2 separate regions of the Zea mays genome follow, and region 1 is linked to region 2. The links are chromatin contacts, called in public Hi-C maps. All regions are on one chromosome and are shown on one strand. The core of a region is the stretch at or near the end of the contact, and the rest is flanking DNA. Distances in the headings are between cores, read along the strand shown.

Region 1 (6,067 bases), core at 3,080-5,579, 210 kb before region 2:
CTTGACTGAAGGTGCATTGTATGGCATAGTTGAGGACCTGTGCACATTCATATTGAAAGAGGTCATTCCCGCAGAAGGGAAATATCACGATGCTTCCGGAACATTAGCTTTGCCAGAATTTAGAATACTAACAGAAATTAGTAGACTATCTCTTAGCCGAGATAGTTATTAGAGCTTAAGTAAAAACTTTGATGTATATAATGTGTGATGCATACATGGTTGTAAACAAGACTTTGATGTATATAAATGTATGATAGAATTTAATTCCATGTTGCTTTTAATATCAATACTACATGTTTATCAATATCAATATATATATATATATATGTTTGTGTGTGTAAATATATAAATTTCAGTACGAAAATTTAAAAAAGGCGGGAAACCTTTCCACTGGCGGCTAAATAAAACAAACCGCCAGTGGAAATAGCATTTCTGCTGGCGGTTTTCTTAATAAAACCGTCAGTGAAAATGCTATTTTCACTGGCGGTTTCTTAAGAAATCCGCCAGTGGAAATGCTATTTCCACTGGCGGTTCTTGAATAACCGCCAGTGGAAATGGCGATTTCTACTGGCCCCTAGCACTGGCGGCACTGAAAAATGCCAGTGAAAATAGTTTTAGGATCGTCACTATAGAACTTCTATGTACTAGTGGGTGCAAGAAAAAATGTTGTTCCGTGTTGGGGAGGACATTTGATCCAAAGCTACCGCCCATTCCATTCCAAGCTATGCAATGTCACGATTTGATCGCACTAAAAATCTGTCTCATGAGATAAGTGTAAAGATGTGTAGGCTTTGGTGGGCATAACCGGAAAAGAATAAGCTGCATTTGATCTCACGGTAGACAAGCTTCAATTCAACACGACGAGTGAATTCAAACTATAGTCACTTGCAAGTTTCTTAAAATTGATGTAGTGTAGTATTGTGGGTTTTTTAGTAAAGACGCTGAACTATAAGTATTTTAACCCGACTCATATCGTGCGTGCAATATTCACCTAGAGCCCGTTGCGACTACAATGCTATTCTTTTAGGACTTTACCTTGGAGGAAAAAAGGAATATTGTAGAAGTTAGGAAGTTGGAAGGAGAAGGGGTTCATTGTACATAGACCTACACCTTTTTCACCTAGACATGCTCGCTCAACAAGCATGGAGACTTGTACAAGATCCTGACACACTCTGTGCAAGACTACTGAGAGCAAAATACTGGCTTGAGGGTAACCTTGTGGAAGTGGTCGAAAAACCGGGGATCTCGTACACGGAGAAGTATTCGATCTAAGGGGAATTATTTTGCTTAATATAAGGGTTTGATCTAGAGAGTGGGATATGGACGACAGATTAGGATCTAGGAACATACCTGCATTGGCCTCGAAGTCTCGAACACCAAGAGGTGTTGTCTTACTGTCAAAAGTGACTGAGTTAATTAATCCAGCACTAGGAAGTTAGGATGTAAAACCAATTAGAGACATTTTCTCGGAGGAGGACGCGGTGAAGATTTTGGCAATTCCAATTCGGCTAGCTAGGACAGGAAGATGCGACTGCCTACCATTTCAACACAAAATGGAGTTTTCATTGTGAGATCTGCGTACCATGTGCTAGAACTAGAAGATGGAATGGAGAGAGGATACTAAGGCTCTCATGTGCGCCAAAATTAAGACTCTTCATATGGAGAGTGACACACGATATAGTCTTCCTCTATAGATGAAGATCAAAAGCTGCAAGATTGATTTAGGCACAAGATGTCCCTTATGCAACCAGTTCGATGAAGATGTTGGTCCTTGTTTGTTGAAATGTAAATATGTTCACCATTGTTGGAGATATCTACAGATGGAGGAAATCACACATAAGTCCGTTGAAGATGAGAGCTCATCCAAGACCTTTTGTGCAGGCTACCATGACTCTGCATATGAAATTTGTGTCTCAAATCTGTTCTTCTTTCTTTGAAAGTGGTGGGATACTTGAAATGGATCTAGGAGATTACACAAGTTAACACGGGAGAGTTGATGCATGCAACCGAGCTAGGAGATTATACAACTGGTGATTATGATGGCTGAAGAGAGGCGAAAGAAAGCTCTGCAACATAACTGTCTTGTAATCATCGGGACACAATGTTCAAGACCGCCTGAGCAAAAGGTTGGTTTAGTCCTACTATAGATGGTGTATATCTGAACGCACAATCTATGTGAGCTATGGTTTCATAATCAGGGATGCTACTGGAGTATAATCCTAACCATGGTAACGTAGGTCTGTTGAAAGACGCTTTGATGGTAGGAGCGCTGACATGTCTGGCAATGGAGTGTGTTTGATCACAATTCAGTTAGATACTTGATTGAAGCCAGCCATATGATGCCATCCAATCCATGTCTCGAGATCTTAGCACAAGCCGTACTTTATTCAAGAACATTTAGGAACTCACGCATGAGAAATTTGTTTGTTTAGATTTTGTTTATATTCCTAGTTAGAGTTTGTAACTTTCCTATGCACTAGCAAGCTAAAGTAGGTATGTAGGGTATTGGAGCCAGATCTCTCACATATTTGGACGCACGGCCCTTCCTAATTTTTTAAATGTGATTGTACCTCATGATTCCGCTGAGCTAAGAACTAGTAAAACTGGTCCTATGGTTGAAGCTTAAAACTCAAAAAATATGAAAAAGGTAGTAAGACGATTGTGCACTCGTTCTATTTTATACGCACAACTGTTGAGCTTGCACTCACTGTTGAGCTTGCACTCTTTTCGGTCGTTTGAGTCCTAGTTACTCTAAAATCAATACTAGGACTCACGAGTCAAACGTCCAAGAAGAGTACATGTTGAAGCTTCATTAGCATTTATTGCCATGAGAAATAGTACAAGTTTTGTGTAACTAGTTTAGTATCGATGGCCAGTTTTACCCCTCACTAAGAGTGAGACATTTTTAATTCTAGACAATAAAACGCAAAATTTCCGATAGCTTAAAGCGTCGAATATAAGGCTTAAGACGTCGGACATAGATTATTTTTGACAATATAAGCCTTATCTTCCACGGCAAGTGTCAGTCATTTTAAAGCGTCAGAAATAAGCTTATCTCCAATAGCGGCCATTGGAGATAGCATATGTCCGTTGGCTCGTAGGCACCGCCGACGATATGCTCGGTAATGGCCGTAACGGTGCAAAGTGGGCCCACACATATTATATCCGATAGCTACCATGCAGACCGTCAGACATAATAGTATTATCTTCGACGGTCTTCATGGTGGCCGTCGGATATAACTTTGCCTTATGTCCGACAACTTCTTGGTGGTCGTCAGAAACAATATGTGTTGGGCCAAAACAAGTGACACCTAGGTAAAGTCTTACATGTGCTTAAGCTAGAATCATCCTGCATTATTACATAATTCAACTAATAAACCACTAATACAATATTATATAATAAATAATATTATTTCAGGTGATAAATTATATGAAATCATCTTATTTTCGAGAGCTTAATAATTACCATCGAAAATTATAAATTTAGGTTATTTAAGCACCCTTAAATAAACTAAAACAACATAATTGAATTATATAATCACATTCTGCCCGCAGGAAATAACAAACTAAACATTTTTTGACATACAAAATCAATTACTTGTACATAAACTAACTACAATCAAACAACGCATTCATACATACAATTCTAAATATAATTCATACTCACTTAGTGGCGGCGCGCGTGGGCACGGTCGGCGGACGCGGGTGATGTCGGGGCGGCTGGGGTCGAGCAGAGTAGCGAACCGTGGTGGGTGGAGCCAGGGACAGGCGGGGCAGAGACGGCCGGTGTACATGGCCAAATGGGCGGCCCGACACGGCACGGCCTGGGCACGGCCAGGCACGGCACGGTTAGGGCACGACCCGTTTGGCCCGTTTAATAGCCGTGCCGTGCCGGCACGGCACTAGTGCCTAAGGCCAGGCCCAAGCATGGCACTAAGGCTGCTTAGCCGTGCCGTGCCGGCCCGTTTAGCCCATTTAGCCCATATAGCCCGTTTAGCACTACACCACAGAATTTTAGTCAGATATTCACAAACACAGTTAAAACATACTAAAATATGTAATATTGAACTGTTTAGGGCAATGACTGACTCATTAAAAATCTATCTAGGTAAAAATTTATCCTTGTGAGAAAACCCTATATAAGAAAATAGAGTACAGCACACAGCTAACTAGTCGTGCTTGGATCTAATCATGCATAATCGTGTCTAACCGTGCCTAGGGGCTAATCGTGCCGTACTCGTGCCGGCCCAGGCACGACACTACCTATCGGGCCGTGCTGGCACGAGCCCGACACCAGCCGTGTCGTGCCGTGCCCAGCTACTACGGGCCGTGCCGTGCTCCGGGCTGGCCATCTATACCGGTGGCATCCAGCGAAGGCCAGCACGAGGCGGCCCACGGTGATGGCGCGGACACAGAGACGACACGAGCGTGGATGCGACGGCTGGTGCAGCGATGGCCTGAGCTCCTCCGAGCACGACAGCGAGCTGTTGCGGGTGCGAGGTATACGGAGACAGAGCGTGTGCGGTAGCGAGCGAAAAGAATTCAAACAACGATTGGAGCGGCATTAGCTAAAAACCATTATTTCCGACTGACAACCATCAGATGTTAATATTATTTCTGACGGCTATCAGATAAACCGTCGAAAATAATGTAATCTCCGATGTCTTAAAAAGACCGTCAGATATTGTGTTACCTCCGACGGCTTCAATATTAACCATCGGAATTAATTTAACTGTCAGAATTTCCTTCGTTTGCTGTCGTAGGAAATGTTAACGTAGTTTGAAAGGGATGTAGTAGTATTACAATCGTATCACTTTAATTCATTTGCCTCTTCTTCTTTACAAATGAAATAATGTCGTAGGAAATGTACGTAGTAAACAATCTCTAAGCTTAAAATTAAACCATGTTACTATAGTCTATACTTACATATATGGCTCTCTGTATACGTCTATATGCTGTCACAACAATACAAATAGAAATGAAGAAATATATATGTAGATCCTCAAAGAGTAGCCGACTCCAGATCATCAATTTTCTTTACCATCTGCTGCTCGTTCTTCTGAGTGTCCATCTTCTTTTGCGCCTTCTCACCATAGAGGTAGGAGGCGAAGCCCCAAAGAGAGAGCACGAGCGCAATGCCCTTGGGCCCATCGAATTTCTCATGGAGGAAGATAACAGCGAGGACCTCGGAGAGCGGTAAGAGGACTGCGATCATGATGCCGGCGAGGAGCGAGGAGGCGCAGGTGATGAGCCCCACGATACCCAGGTTTAGCAGCTGCCATGAGACGGCGTCCCAGATGAGCACCAGGTAGTAGTTGGTCTTGCCGAGCCCGAACGTGGCGGCCTCACTTGGAATCGCTTGAAAGTCGCTCTTGATGGCCATGCCAAGCAGACACACCAGTGTGCCAGCCGCGCCCATCACGGCCTGCATCTGCATCACGGTCGCGTACGGTGGTGGCACTCTCGCCGCGGGTCCGGTGCGACGGCCGTAGCGCGCCGTGGCGACCTCGACGAGCGGCAGAACAAGACCGGCAAGCGCGGCCGCGGCGATCGCCTCGCAGAACCCTGTCCAGTACGTCCTCGAGGCTTCGCCAGCTGGCTTCCCGGAGCCGGGGCCGACGCCTAGCACGGCCGGGCCGATGGTGAGGAGCACGACGGCGTTGGCCGAGAAGGGCGTGAAGCGGAGGCCCACGAAGAGGAACGCGAACACCGCGGTGAAGGCGAGCTGCGTGGCCAGCAGCAGCGACGACGTGGACAGCGGCAAAGCCTGCGAGCCCAGCGCGTAGACGAAGCAGGAGATGGCGTAGAACGCGCCGAGGACGGCCGCGGCGCCGGTGAGGCGCGGCGGGAGGAGGAGGTTCGCCACGCCGTGGCTGCGGCTCCGGTAGAGGGAGACGCAGATGGGCGGGAGGAGGAGGGGCCACCCGGAGATCTGCAGCATGGCGGACAGGAACAGGCGCTCCCCGCCGTGGACGAAGTAGACGCGCGCGGAGAAGGAGCGGGCCGCCGGCGCCCATGAGGACAAGGCAGGCGCTTAATATGACCAAGGGCGACGGCCGGTAGCGCA
Region 2 (6,051 bases), core at 1,441-3,940:
GGCCGGAAAATCTGTGGCTTTTTGGGCTGCCAAACTAGCCTTAGTTTTAAAATAGTGAATGTTGACCACAGCCACAAGTTTATCTTTGTCAAAGCAAACGCTGGTAGGTAAAGGGATCATGCATGGATACAGGATGTAGCTGAAAAACAAGGAGTTATGGATAAGCTACTCGTTCAGATATTTCCACTGATGTTTGTGAGTTAACTGTTACTACATGAAGCAAAATATGCCCAAATAACACATCCTGGGCACCAGGCTGCACAGGGCAGACACGACGGGATCAAGATGCACTGTCACAGTTCGAAAATCTGCACAGGTCAGTCAGAGGAATTGTCAGACACAAATAACCTAAAGTTGTAAATGGTTGCCTGACCAGCCCCCAAGTCAGTGTAAACCTTAAAGCGGGGCCAACTAAACTGGGATTTGTCAAAGCACGAAGTATACAAACACGCGCTGCTCAAGACCTATAGAAATCACTGAGCATGGATAAATCAATAATTTGAATCCATATCACAATCCCAAATCCGAATTGATTTGTGAAGTGCGTTCCACTTCGCCAATCTTACTGTGGTCGGATTTAAAACTCAGAAGAAGCACACCCATTGTTACTGCTCGAAGCAAATGGGCTCATCATAGCAGAGAACAACCATGAAAGGATGCACGTCACATATTGAACATCGGTTTAAGTCAGTACAAAACACAGAAACAGCTGATACCTACGCAAACTAAATCTGGACAAACAGTCGAAACTGACGGGAAAACAGTATATCACAACTGTAATGTATAAGACATGCTAGTTCCAATCCATGAACATCACTAAGCACGTAAATTCTGAGCCTCCTGAAGTGCTTCCTGCAGATTCTTCACCGCACTGTCATAGTAAACGAAGCCCATAAACCAAAACTCATGGTTATCAACAGAAACCACCTGAATGTATTTCTCTGCTGCATTTGTTCTGCTTGTTGATGAATTAATTGATCGCAGTTGAGCAAGGGGGATGACCACCTATTTCAGATATAGACAAACAAATCGTAAGTTGCATGTTGAAATATATGGATTTCAGAATTAATGAGTACTACCAGTAAATAAGATCGACAATAGTTATTATATTGGTGCACTGATGAAAACAGATGAAACAAATTCTGAAACTTGATGTTTTCATACAAAACAATACTCCAGAGTAAGATGTATTGTTTCTTAACATAATTCTGTAAGCCTAATTGTCATAATGAATAAGCTTCAGTACGAATTGCATTTCCTTGAACAAACTTTATATTTACTGAACTAAAGCAAAACACAGCAATACACATAATTACCTTGTAGTAACTCCACTCAGTTTTGTCTCCAACCTGGTATGCAAGTGGGTTATCACTACAAAATGCCAGTTTTACATTGGACAGGTAAAGCACACCCATAACAGGACCAGCCGAGGTTGACAGATAACATGCATATGGCTTCTTGAGCTTTTCACCAGGGGCGACCTCAAAAGTTTGATGGAAAATTTTGTCATATCCACCTTCTGCAATGACTTTGGTGACCTGTGAGATCCTGCTCATTGCTGCATCAGTAATGCTTGGTCCAGTTTTCACTGTTTAAAGAATCAGGAAGACCTGATCAGTTTCTCCACATTGTATGGACTTAACGAAACAAGGCTATAATCTAGTGCTCCCATTCCCATTTGACTTAAAGAAACAAGGCTACACATAGATTTTTCTATGTGCTTAGATATACACTGTGTCTAGATACATGGTACCTAGAAAAGCCACATCAAACATCATCAATATAGTGAAATATATGGAATAAAACTTTTATAGTTATAAAAGAAGCAGCATAATGAATCCTAATCCCTGTCAATGCCCACCAGAAATGCCGAATTTAGTGCACGCCAATGAAATAAGCTGAATTCTGTGTCGATTAAATTAGTTGCCCCTCTTTTTGTCTGAGCCCATGAAGATGGGATTCTAGTTCAATTTCATTGTGGTTGTGGCTAAGTAACAGCTTGACGACAACCTAATTTCATATTACAATAACAAAATGTACATGAAAATGCACAACACGATTAGCAAATTGATGAAAAACACACAGAAACAACTTCGGAACCCGATTTCGTGAAAATACGGCAACGAAATCGAAAAGCTCACAGTGCTGCCAGAAATTGCCGGTGATGGTCTCGGTCTTGCGGGCCGCCTCGCCAAACCTCTTTCCCATCTTGCCGAGCACGTCCTTCACGGAGTCCATCGTATCTGCAAAACCACACCACACGAGAGCATATCAGAAAAGGAAGGAACGATCCAAATTCCGGACGAATCGGCAGCTGTCGGGGCCAGATTTTTAAGGAGCGGGGCGGGGGAACGCACTCTTCGGGGAGGTGGCGGCGCCGCCGGCGGGGGAGTAGATGTAGGGGTTGCCTCCGTAGGCGGACGGCGCGGCGGTGGCGGCGTGATAAGGCGGGGGCGGGGGCGGGGCCACCTCCTCTGGCGAGAGCCTCGGGTAGTGCGCGTACTCCGGGGCTGCCGCAGGCGCCGCGGCGTGGCCTCCTGCGCCGGTGGACGCGGCTGCTGCGGGCGGATTCATGTCGCCGACGAGCTTGGTGGTGCGGGTGCGGTGCCGCTGGCGTTGGGGCCGATGCCCGAAGTCCGTACGTTTCGTGGACGAGATGACCCGACTGCAGGTTTCGGTTGTGGAAATTTATTTGGGGGCCTGCCAGAATGGCAGAATATATAGTTGTCTTTTTTCTGCAAAAAAAAAAGTAAATAAATGTTATTATCGTCAGCATAACGCGGTGGAGTCGTCGCTAAGCACAGCACAGCGTTTCACGTCAATGTTCAAACTCGACTTGACCAGGCAAAAATGCTTAGCCACGAAGGTGTTTCCATTTCTATTCCGCGTCGACGCAATTGCTGCAAAAAAAATGTAAATGAATTGAGGGCCCCTTTGGCAGTAGGGATGGCAACGGGTACATACCCGTCGGGTAGTACCATTCCATACCCGTACCCATCAAAAAAAATTCTACCCGTCGGGTTACCCATATATACTCGCGGGTATAAAATCTTACCCATACCCGTACCCGCGCGGGTATTTTTACCCGTCGGGTAACCCATACCCGCTAGGAAAGAATTAAATTCCAATATACCAATCACTCAAAATATTAGATAAACATATAAAAACAACTTCAATTTCACATATAACAAATCATATGATTACATAACTTGGTATCTAGACAAATGATAACTAGAGAAGGGTTTTGTTCTAGCTAAATTGGACTCTATTAGATGTTTATAGTGTTATTGACGCGGGTATATTTTACCCACGGGTAGACGGGTATGGGTAGTACCAACCCATACCCGTACCCGTCTACCCAACGGGTAGAGGTTTTTACCCATTAACATACCCGCGGGTAGAGAAATCATCCCGTACCCGCCTTCATATCGGGTAAAACCCGTCGGGTATTCGGGTTTCGGGTACCCATTGCCATCTCTATTTGGCAGGGCTCTGGCTTCTCCAAAAACGGCTTTGGCTCTGGCTCACGAGGTGAAGCCACTTCTTTAGATGAGCCAAAGCCATTCTGAAAAATCATTTGGCAAAACGGCTTATAGGTTGTTTTTCAGAAAGACCCTTGTATAGTTTACTTTTTACGTGGTCGATCTCTCCTGTACGTGGCTAGGGATTAAGGGCAGGACCAAAAAAATAATTTGGACTGGTGGGAGGGCTATTGTGCAAAAATGACGTGAGCTGAAGCCGGGTGAGCCACTTTTTTTGGCTCATGCCCTCTAGTTAATTTTGGAAAAGCACTTTACTGGTGAAGCCATTTGAAAAAAAGGTGTTTGGCACAACTTTTGTATGAGCCAGAGCCGAAGCTGAAAAATAAGCCCTACCAAAGGGGCCCTGAATATGCAGCATCGCTCCTGCACCGTTTGGTGTCTGATGAATGCTCAAAACTCAAAATCCGAGGCCGCCTGGTGTGACGGAGACGCGTCACGGATTCCAAAGGACGCGTTCACGCTAGGGACCCACTTGTCCATCTTCCAGGTGAGCACACGGGTCCCACGTGGGATTCACCTTGCCAACGGTTCTATTCCGGGGCTTTCGAGTTTCGACTCCGCCCGTGGATCTGGAAGGTTCCAACCCACCTAACGGACTAAACGGCACGGGAGCCGTGGACGGTGAGCCCTCTATTACTTTGGCTAAGTAGAATAAAAACACGGCAACGACGGCTATGCAAGGAGTCCTTCTTTACAAACGTACAAGCAAACCATCTGATCCATTTGATTACGATCCAATCGTAGGTCATATTTAATACTTAAACCCTTCCACCACCAACTCAATAATCTTTATAAAAAAAACTCCTAACAAACCATAGTTGTATCTATGGTTGGATCGTAATCTAATTGATCAGATGGTTTGCTTGCACGCTTGCAATGAAGGGCTGCTTGCATAGCAGTTGTTGCCTAAAAACACAAGAGAATAAGAGTGTAGAGAGGAACTGATTTTTTATTACTATATAATGTTGTTGTTCAAAAGTTACATGATATATGGATCTCATCTCTATTTATAAACAAAAACTAGGGTTTTAGGCATATGGGCCACAAGGGTCTTCCTGATCCAAGAAGGGTTTCTTAACACTACCCCTTGGTCCATTGTCGTGAGATGCATGTCCGAAAACTCCATAAAATCTAGTGGGAAAATTGTATAAAGAGTACATAGCTCATGCTTGCTGTGTCACACGAATTACCTCATAAAAAACCTTAGTGAGAAATTTTCATGAAAACTCACGTAAGGAAAAGAGTATAATTCACCCAATACTGTCGGTGTTTCGAAACCCGGGGGGTCCCTGGACCGACGAGTGAATTGTCGCCGCGTGCCCCAGCCCAGATAGGTCGGCGCGAGGCGGAACGCGAAGGGGGAGAGAGCAGCCGGAGGGAGACAGGCGTGGGAGGTGGAACCCGCGGCCTTCGTGTTAGCCCCGCGCCCAGGTCGGGTGCGCTTGCAGTAAGGGGTTACAAGCGTCCACGCGGGAGGGAGCGAGCGGCCTTGCGCGAGCGCCGTCCCGTCCTTCCCCGCGCGGCCAACCCTCTGTAAGAGGGCCCTGGACCTCCCTTTTATAGGCGTAAGGAGAGGATCCAGGTGTACAATGGGGAGTGTAGCAATGTGCTAACGTGTCTAGCGGGGGAGAGCTAGCGCCCTGGGTACATGCCATCGTGGCAGCCGGAGAGGTTTTGGCACCCAGTTCGTGCGGTGTCGTGGCCGTCGGAGGAGCGCTGGAGCCTGGCGGAAGGACAGCTGTCGGGGCTGTCGAGTCCTTGCTGACGTCCTCTTGCTTCCGTAAGGGGGCTGAGAGCGGCCGTCGTCACAGGGCATGCGGAGCGCCATCATTACTCGTATAGTAGAGCGAGCCAGATGGGACGCCGGTCTTGTTCCCCGTAGCCTGAGTCAGCTCGGGGTAGGGTAATGATGGCGCTTCCTGTTGACGTGGTCGGTCCGTGCCCTAGGTTGGGCGAGGTGGAGGCTCCTCCGAGGTCGAGGTCGAGTCTGTCTTCCAAGGTCGAGGTCGAGTCCGATCCCCCGGGTCGGACAAGGCGGAGACCGTCGGCTGAGGCCAGGGCTGAGTCCGAGCCCTGGGGTCGGGCGAAGCGGAGTCCGTCGTCTTCCGGGGCTGAGCTCGAGTCCGAGCCCTGGGGTCGGGCGAAGCGGAGTTCGTCGTCTTCCAGGGCTGAGCCCGAGTCCGAGCCCTGGGGTCAGGCGAAGTGGAGTCCGTCGTCTTCCGGGGCTGAGCCCGAGTCTGAGCCCTGGGGTCGGGCGAAGCGGAGTTCGTCGTCTTCCGGGGCTGAGCCCGAGTCCGAGCCCTGGGGTCGGGCGAAGCGGAGTTCGTCGTCTTCCGGGGCTGAGCCCGAATCCGAGCCCTGGGGTCGGGCGAAGCGGAGTTCGTCGTCTTCCGGGGCTGAGCCCGAGTCCGAGCCTTGGGGTCGGGCGAAGCGGAGTCCGTCGTCTTCCGGGGCTGAGCCCGAGTCCGAGCCCTGGGGTCGGGCGAAGCGGAGTTCGTCGTCTTCCGGG

What was found. Hi-C and Micro-C count contacts between places; a contact is called where the count stands out from the background.
Region 1: a Hi-C map of ear shows a contact between it and region 2, with 1.7 times the contacts expected there. The contact joins the enhancer-like site here to the promoter of LOC100216713 in region 2. A contact is called at or near these places in 2 of 25 Hi-C or Micro-C datasets (ear and tassel).

The regions. Positions count from the first base shown.
Region 1 is chr1:19,105,108-19,111,174 of Zm-B73-REFERENCE-NAM-5.0, reverse strand. It overlaps the pseudogene LOC103631830. Among protein-coding and RNA genes, the nearest start is that of LOC100502093, 61 kb to the right of the region's middle. Within about 2 kb of position 4,329, at least 4 of the 20 cell types and tissues checked have an H3K27ac peak or open chromatin away from gene starts, as enhancers often do. A contact at or near this core is called in ear, where this site is marked.
Region 2 is chr1:18,895,913-18,901,963 of Zm-B73-REFERENCE-NAM-5.0, reverse strand. It overlaps LOC100216713 (FIP1), which reads right to left and starts at 2,690. Exons shown (of 4, transcript NM_001143118.2): 1 at 2,358-2,690; 2 at 2,142-2,243; 3 at 1,317-1,588; 4 at 650-1,005. The coding sequence starts at 2,574. The coding sequence ends at 817.